Regions from separate parts of the Sus scrofa genome. Here region 2 is linked to region 1. Evidence: chromatin contacts called from public targeted proximity ligation data. All regions are on one chromosome and are shown on one strand. The core of a region is the stretch at or near the end of the contact, and the rest is flanking DNA. Distances in the headings are between cores, read along the strand shown. Region 1 holds the start of LAG3 (lymphocyte activating 3). Region 2 holds the start of IFFO1 (intermediate filament family orphan 1).

What was found.
Region 2: a contact with region 1 is called in a targeted proximity ligation map of alveolar macrophages. A contact is called at or near these places in 2 of 47 Hi-C or Micro-C datasets (heart right ventricle and skeletal muscle) and 1 of 2 datasets of targeted methods (alveolar macrophages).

What each region holds. Positions count from the first base shown.
Region 1 is chr5:63,933,583-63,936,485 of Sscrofa11.1, reverse strand. LAG3 (lymphocyte activating 3) reads left to right here and starts at 1,432. Exons shown (of 8, transcript NM_001105306.1): 1 at 1,432-1,489; 2 at 1,799-1,946; 3 at 2,361-2,626. The coding sequence starts at 1,432.
Region 2 is chr5:64,114,304-64,117,206 of Sscrofa11.1, reverse strand. It overlaps IFFO1 (intermediate filament family orphan 1), which reads right to left and starts at 1,512. Exons shown (of 10, transcript XM_021092432.1): 1 at 268-1,512. The coding sequence starts at 1,040. NOP2 (NOP2 nucleolar protein) reads right to left here. Exons shown (of 16, transcript NM_001244246.1): 16 at 1,625-2,415. The coding sequence ends at 1,736.

The sequences.
Region 1 (2,903 bases), core at 183-2,682:
ATAGCACTCTTGCCTTCTCAGTTCAGAAACTCTGGATTGGGAGAGCCCGCTGATTTTGCAGAGGTCTGAGCTGGAGAGGGGTGTGTGTGCGTTGTAGATACCATTCATCCCTAAAGATGAGCAGACACCTGGAGCTCCCATTGTGGCTCTGGAAAAGAATCTGACTAGCATCCATGAGGATGCAGGTTTAATCCCTTCCTCAGTGGGTTAAGGATCTGGCGTTGCCCTGAGCTGTGGTGTAGGTCACAGACGCGGCTGGGATCCCGTGTGGCTGTGGTGAAGGCCAGTGGCTACAGCTCTGATTTGACGCCTAGCCTGGGAACCCCCATGTGCCTCAAGTGGGGCCCTAAAAAGACAAAAAAAGACAAAAAAAAAAAAAAAAAGATGAGAAGACACCCATGACTCACTCAGCTCACTCAGGGTCCAGAGTACACACACACACTGGCTAGCTTTTGTCTTCACCCACCCTAAGTGACCTTGGCAAATTGTTTCAGCTCTGAAGCTGCCTTGGTTTTCTCATCTATACAATGGGGGATAATCTTAGATTTCATGACTTTAAGGTGTGTAAAGTGTCCACTATAACACACAGCACATAGTGAAGGCAGTACAGCCATACAATGTAGCTATTTTCCCTGTGTTTGGGGTGCGCTTCTTCAGACCTACCATCTTTTAGGGCACAGTAACATTTCTAGGAGTCATTGGCTGGGGGGGGGAGGGAGGTGGAGTGGGGCAAAGAAATTCTGGAGATTTCAGGGAATGAGGGAGGTGGTGAGTACCCAGGAAAGGGCTGGCCAAGAACACGTGAATACACACCCCCCCCCCAGGCAGCTCAGAGATGGGCAGGTGGGTAGTTTGAGGCAGAAACGGTTTAGTGAGAAGGGCAGACCGTCCCCTGGAAAGGAGGGTGGGGGAAGGGAGAAGGGGGCGGTGGGGACACCCAGGGCTGAGGAAATAAACAAGGGGAGCGCCACCACAGGGGTGGAGGGTAACGCTGCTGGGAATCAGCCCCCTCAGACTTTCCACTGCGAAGCGAAACCGTGAGCCCTGGGGTGTTGGGGGGGGCAACGGGGAGGGGAAGTGGGGAAGGTGGAGGGAAGGCAGAAGGACAGGGGCCGCGGCCCTGGGAGCAGCAGAACGGCCTCCAGCTCGAGACAGCCACCTTGTCTCCACTCTGCTCTCTGCCAGCACCCTGCCCCATCCCTGAGGACCCCCCCCAGCCCATCCTGAGCCCACCTTCCTGCTGCCTGATCCGGCCAGCTTTCCTCTAGATTCATTGGTTCCTCCCTCTCTCCCCAGGCCTCCATCCCTCTTTTTCTGGAGTCTCTTCCACCCACTCCCTCTCTGCAGAACCTCTCTCTTTTGTCTGTTAGTCCTTCTCCACTGTCTGACCTCTTCCCTTTGGAGGGCTGTGTGGTCCAGGCCTCAGGGGAGATGGGGGAGGCTCACTTCCTCATCTGGCTGCTTCTGCAACTGCTCTGCGCGGCTGCAGGTAAGGTGGGGACGACCCTCTGGGAAGGCTGACCTTCGGACCCACAGCGGGGGTGGGGGTGGGGTCAGCAGGGATGACCACAGGGATGCCAAGGTCCTTAGACTGGGTGGATCTAACAATGCCTTTCTTGGGGCAGTCCTCCAGCCCCCAAAGCCTCCCTCCCGTCTCCCCCTTGGCCAGGAAGGGGCAGAAACCCAAGGTCTTCCTCGGCCCTGTTTCTTCTCCCTTGGGTAGCAGCTGAGGCTCCTTCTTTACTTTGAAGTCTCTTGGCTCATGGCCCCTCCCCTTGGCCTCTCTTTTCCTCCCCAGTGGAGGCTCCAGACCCAAGGGCAGAGGTCCCGGTGGTGTGGGCCCAGGAGGGGGCTCCTGCCCAGCTCCCCTGCAGCCCCACAATCCCCCTCCAGGATCTCAGCCTTCTGCGAACAGGACAAGTCACTTGGCAGCATCTACCAGACAGGTATGCACCCCAAACAAGGGCAACAGCATCCCCAAATCCAGCAGTAAAGGCGTCCAGATGGACAATCCAAGAGCCAAGTCAGCACTCTGCTTTCTCCCCTGAGCTGTCAGTCCTGCTGAAGCAGTGTCTCAGCCTTCCTGCTGCCCTTGCTGCAGCCCCCTCCGCTCTTTCTCCGCAGACTGCTCCCCTCACGCCCCGCATCCCACCTGCCTCCCCAGTACTGGATGGTGCCGGCCCAACCCGAGGCGCGCGGGGGTGGGGTGGGGGGGGGAGAGATGGGGGAGGCTTAGCAGGCCAGAGGTCTTCCCGTTGGGTGGGCTTTCTCATCCTCAAAGGGTGCCTCTTGGTCGGACTGCCTCTTGCCTGGGGCTGCTTCTCCCTTGGCTTTCTCAGTCCCAACTCTCTCCTGATCAGGGGCCCCGCGGCGCCCTCCCCTCAGAGCCCGGGGCCCCGCCGCTACACGGTGCTCAGGGTGGCTCCCGGAGGCCTGCGCATCGGGAGGCCGCCACTGCAGCCCCGCGTGCAGCTGGAAGAGCGCGGCCTCCAGCGCGGGGACTTCTCGCTGTGGCTGCGCCCGGCCCGACGCGACGACGCCGGCGAGTACCGCGCCGCCGTGAGCCTCCGGGACCGGGACCGCGCCCTCGTCTGCCTCCTCCGTCTGCGCGTGGGCCAGGCAGCGGGTAGGTGGGGGCGGGACGAGGGGAGCGGGGCTGGGAGGAGGGTGCCCCATTCCCCGCCGCCCCGGAGGCAGGAAGAGCCGGGCAGAGGCTGGTTGTGCTTCGAAGGATGCGCCTTAGCGGGAGAGCCTCCAGTAGAGGGGCGGAAGGGGGTGGAAGGTGCCCCCAGAGAAGCACGTGTGTGGGGGAGGGCCTTGTGGAGAGATTGTATCACCCCTCGAACTCCCCTTCCCCCACCCACAGAGGGAGTGCCAGGGTGGAGGAGGGGAGGCACTCCTTG
Region 2 (2,903 bases), core at 263-2,762, 180 kb before region 1:
GAACATGAGTTCCCCCGCAGTATCCACTCCTAGACTCCTTCCTGTCACGGGTCTGACTTCTGCATTCGCTGTGGATTCTAGTCTCAGAGTATCCAATTCCGTCGTCTTACGGACTTCCAAGCTCCTCCTTGCACAGCAGGAACTTTTTTACTCTTATTGACTCCTCCCTGATTCTTGGGCCCCATCGGCTCCCGGAGGCACAGCTAGCCCCGGCCGGCCCGAGTGTGGCCTGACGGTGTGCGCCGTCCCCACCTTCCCGGTCCCTACCTCCGCTTGTACTCGTCCCGCTCCCGCTTCACTTTGGCCAGCACGTTGTAGAGCGCGCGGATCTCGGGGGTGATGGTGTCGATCTGGACGCCCACCCCGTCGGGGTGCACCCACGACAGGCCAGGCCCTTGCACCAGCGTGGGCTCCAGTCCCGGCCCGAGCCGGCGGGCGTGAGAGAAGGACCAGATGGTGCCGGGCATGAAGCGGGCCGACGAGGAGTAGGCGGTGGAGGCGGAGGTGGAGGGCGCTGGGTGGCAGGCCGCGGAGGGCGCGAGGGGGCCGGCCGGAGAGCGCGCGGGCGACCCCAGCACCCGCGCCGACGGGGTGCAGACTGCGGCCGGCCGGGAGCCCAGGGGCAGCCCCAGGGGCCGGACGGGGCTGATGAAACCGGTCTGCACGGCCTGGTCGCGGCGAGCCAGGCCCCGCCGGCCCTGCTTACCCTCCTCCAGCGCCTGCTGCAGCTGCTTCTCCAGCAGCCGGTTGCGGCGCTCCAACTCGTGCACCTTGGCCAGGAAGCAGCGGAAGCGGAGGTTCAGGGTCTTGAGCACGTTGATGTTGGAGCCCAAGTCGTTGCGGAGCGCCATGGCGGCGGGGGGCGCCGGGCCCGGCCCGGGGGGCGAATAGGGAGCCGGGCCGGCCGGGGCTAGCGGCGCCGGAGGCAAGTCCCCGCCTCCGGCCAAGTGGTCACCTCCCAGGGGGTCCCCCAGCGGCCCGGCCAGGCCCTGCTGCTCCTGCTGGAGGAGGAAGAGATTGGGGCCGAATAACGGATTCATGGCTGCGCCTTCTGCTGGGAGATGGAGACTAGTGCAGGAACAGGGATGGAGGGTGAGGGAGAAGAGCCAATGAGGCGCCAGGGGGACGTGTGGCAGCCAATCAGACAGCTCGACCGAGGGGGCAGAGGTCAGCGGAGAGGAGGAGGGCAGGAAGAAAGCCAATGAAAGGCTCGCTGAGAAGCTGGCACCTGGACCGACCTTTCCGGGTCTGAGGCTGAGCCCTGGTCTGAGCGGACCGCTTGCTTGTGCCCGGAATCCAGCCAGGATGGCAGAGTGTCATCAAACCCAGATCCTCCACTACTCCATGGTTGTAGTAGCGCGAAATCCATCTTCCCTACACCCCTATTGCCCTCCTCGCTCCAGTCTGAACACCCGGGCTCTGCCTCGCCTTCTCCTGGGTCCCTGGGGAAGTCAAAGGATCCCAGGTGCCTGGAATTGACTTGATTTCTCAGTATACCACACGATCCCCTCTTTAGAGGATCCCTATCCCACCCTCCCACCCCTACCCTTAAAGCAGCAAAGCCAACATCCAGTACCCTCAAAAAACAAACAAACAAAAAAAAAACCAGCAAAAAAACCACAATGGCAAGATTGCAAATTGTGTATTAAATTTCACATCCACGGTGGGAAAGCCATCCTCACGGAGGTAAGAGCTCCAACCTAGTAACAATGGCAATGAACCACCCCAGTCTAGTTCAACCATCCACTGAAGACGGCAGTGGTTGGCTGCTGCCTCTGGACTGCGATTTTCTCCTCTTCGCTGGTGGGGGCCTGCTAGAACTGCGAGGGGACATGGTGGGAGTCTTAGGTCCCTTGGGGGTGCCATTCTGTTTCTGGAAGGCAGTTTTCTTGAAAGATTGCTCTGGTAACTGCTGCTTTACCTTCTCAGCCCCTGTGGTGGTGTTTCCAAGGGGCTGATTGCAGTCCTCAGGCTTGAAAGCATCCTGGGTCTTGGAGAGGGATGGCACAGGAGGGATTTCTGGGTCCATGCCCTTGGGAGGAACACACTGCTTTGGGAAGGCAACTTTCTTGGAGGACTGCAGTTTGGGTGACTGTTTTAGTCTCCCAGCCACCTTTGGTTCCCTGACCACTACTGCTTTCTCAGCTGGCTGCTTGCTATCCTGGAGCTTGGAGGAAGGTTGGACCTTTGTGACAGAAGACACAGTGGACAATTCTGAGCCTGTCCCTTTGGAGACGCCATTCTGCTTTTGGAAAGAAGCCTTCTTGGGAAGTTGCCGTTTCTGCAGCCGCTGCTTTGCTTGCACAGCCACTCTGGCCTTCTTGGCAGGCTGGCTGCTGCGCTCAGGCTTGGGAGTCACCTCCCCTTTCGGGCTGGGCAAGTCTGGGTTTGTAGGGGTTGATGTTGCAGAATTTCCTGGGGTTAAAATTAAATAGAATGGTTTCAGAAAACAGGCCTCATCACTGAGCCTTGATCATCAGTGGTGGAGATAAGCAGAGGAAGTACAATAAGGAAACTGCCCGGGTACTATCTCTTGGCCAAGTGTTCCGCACAATTGGGAGGTATCTAAAAGTAGATTACTTAAGATTCAGATTACTTAACCTCACCTATACTCAAGTCGAATTTGAACCCGATATTAAAGAGAAGGGATCACTACCCATCCTTGGTCCAAAAGGTTTTTAGAGGAGGCTGTACCCCCTTGAGGCCAGCAGGTAACGAGACACTCTAAGGAGAGGTGAATCCTGAATAAACCTCAAGCATTGGGTGGGCCTTTCTTTTAATCAGGAAAGATTTTTGATGGAAATGCAAAAATCTTTTGGAAATGCAGATTTTGATGAGCTGCACACAGAGCAACTAGAAACAAGCTAGTCTTCATAAATGAAGACTGACATATATTAAACAGG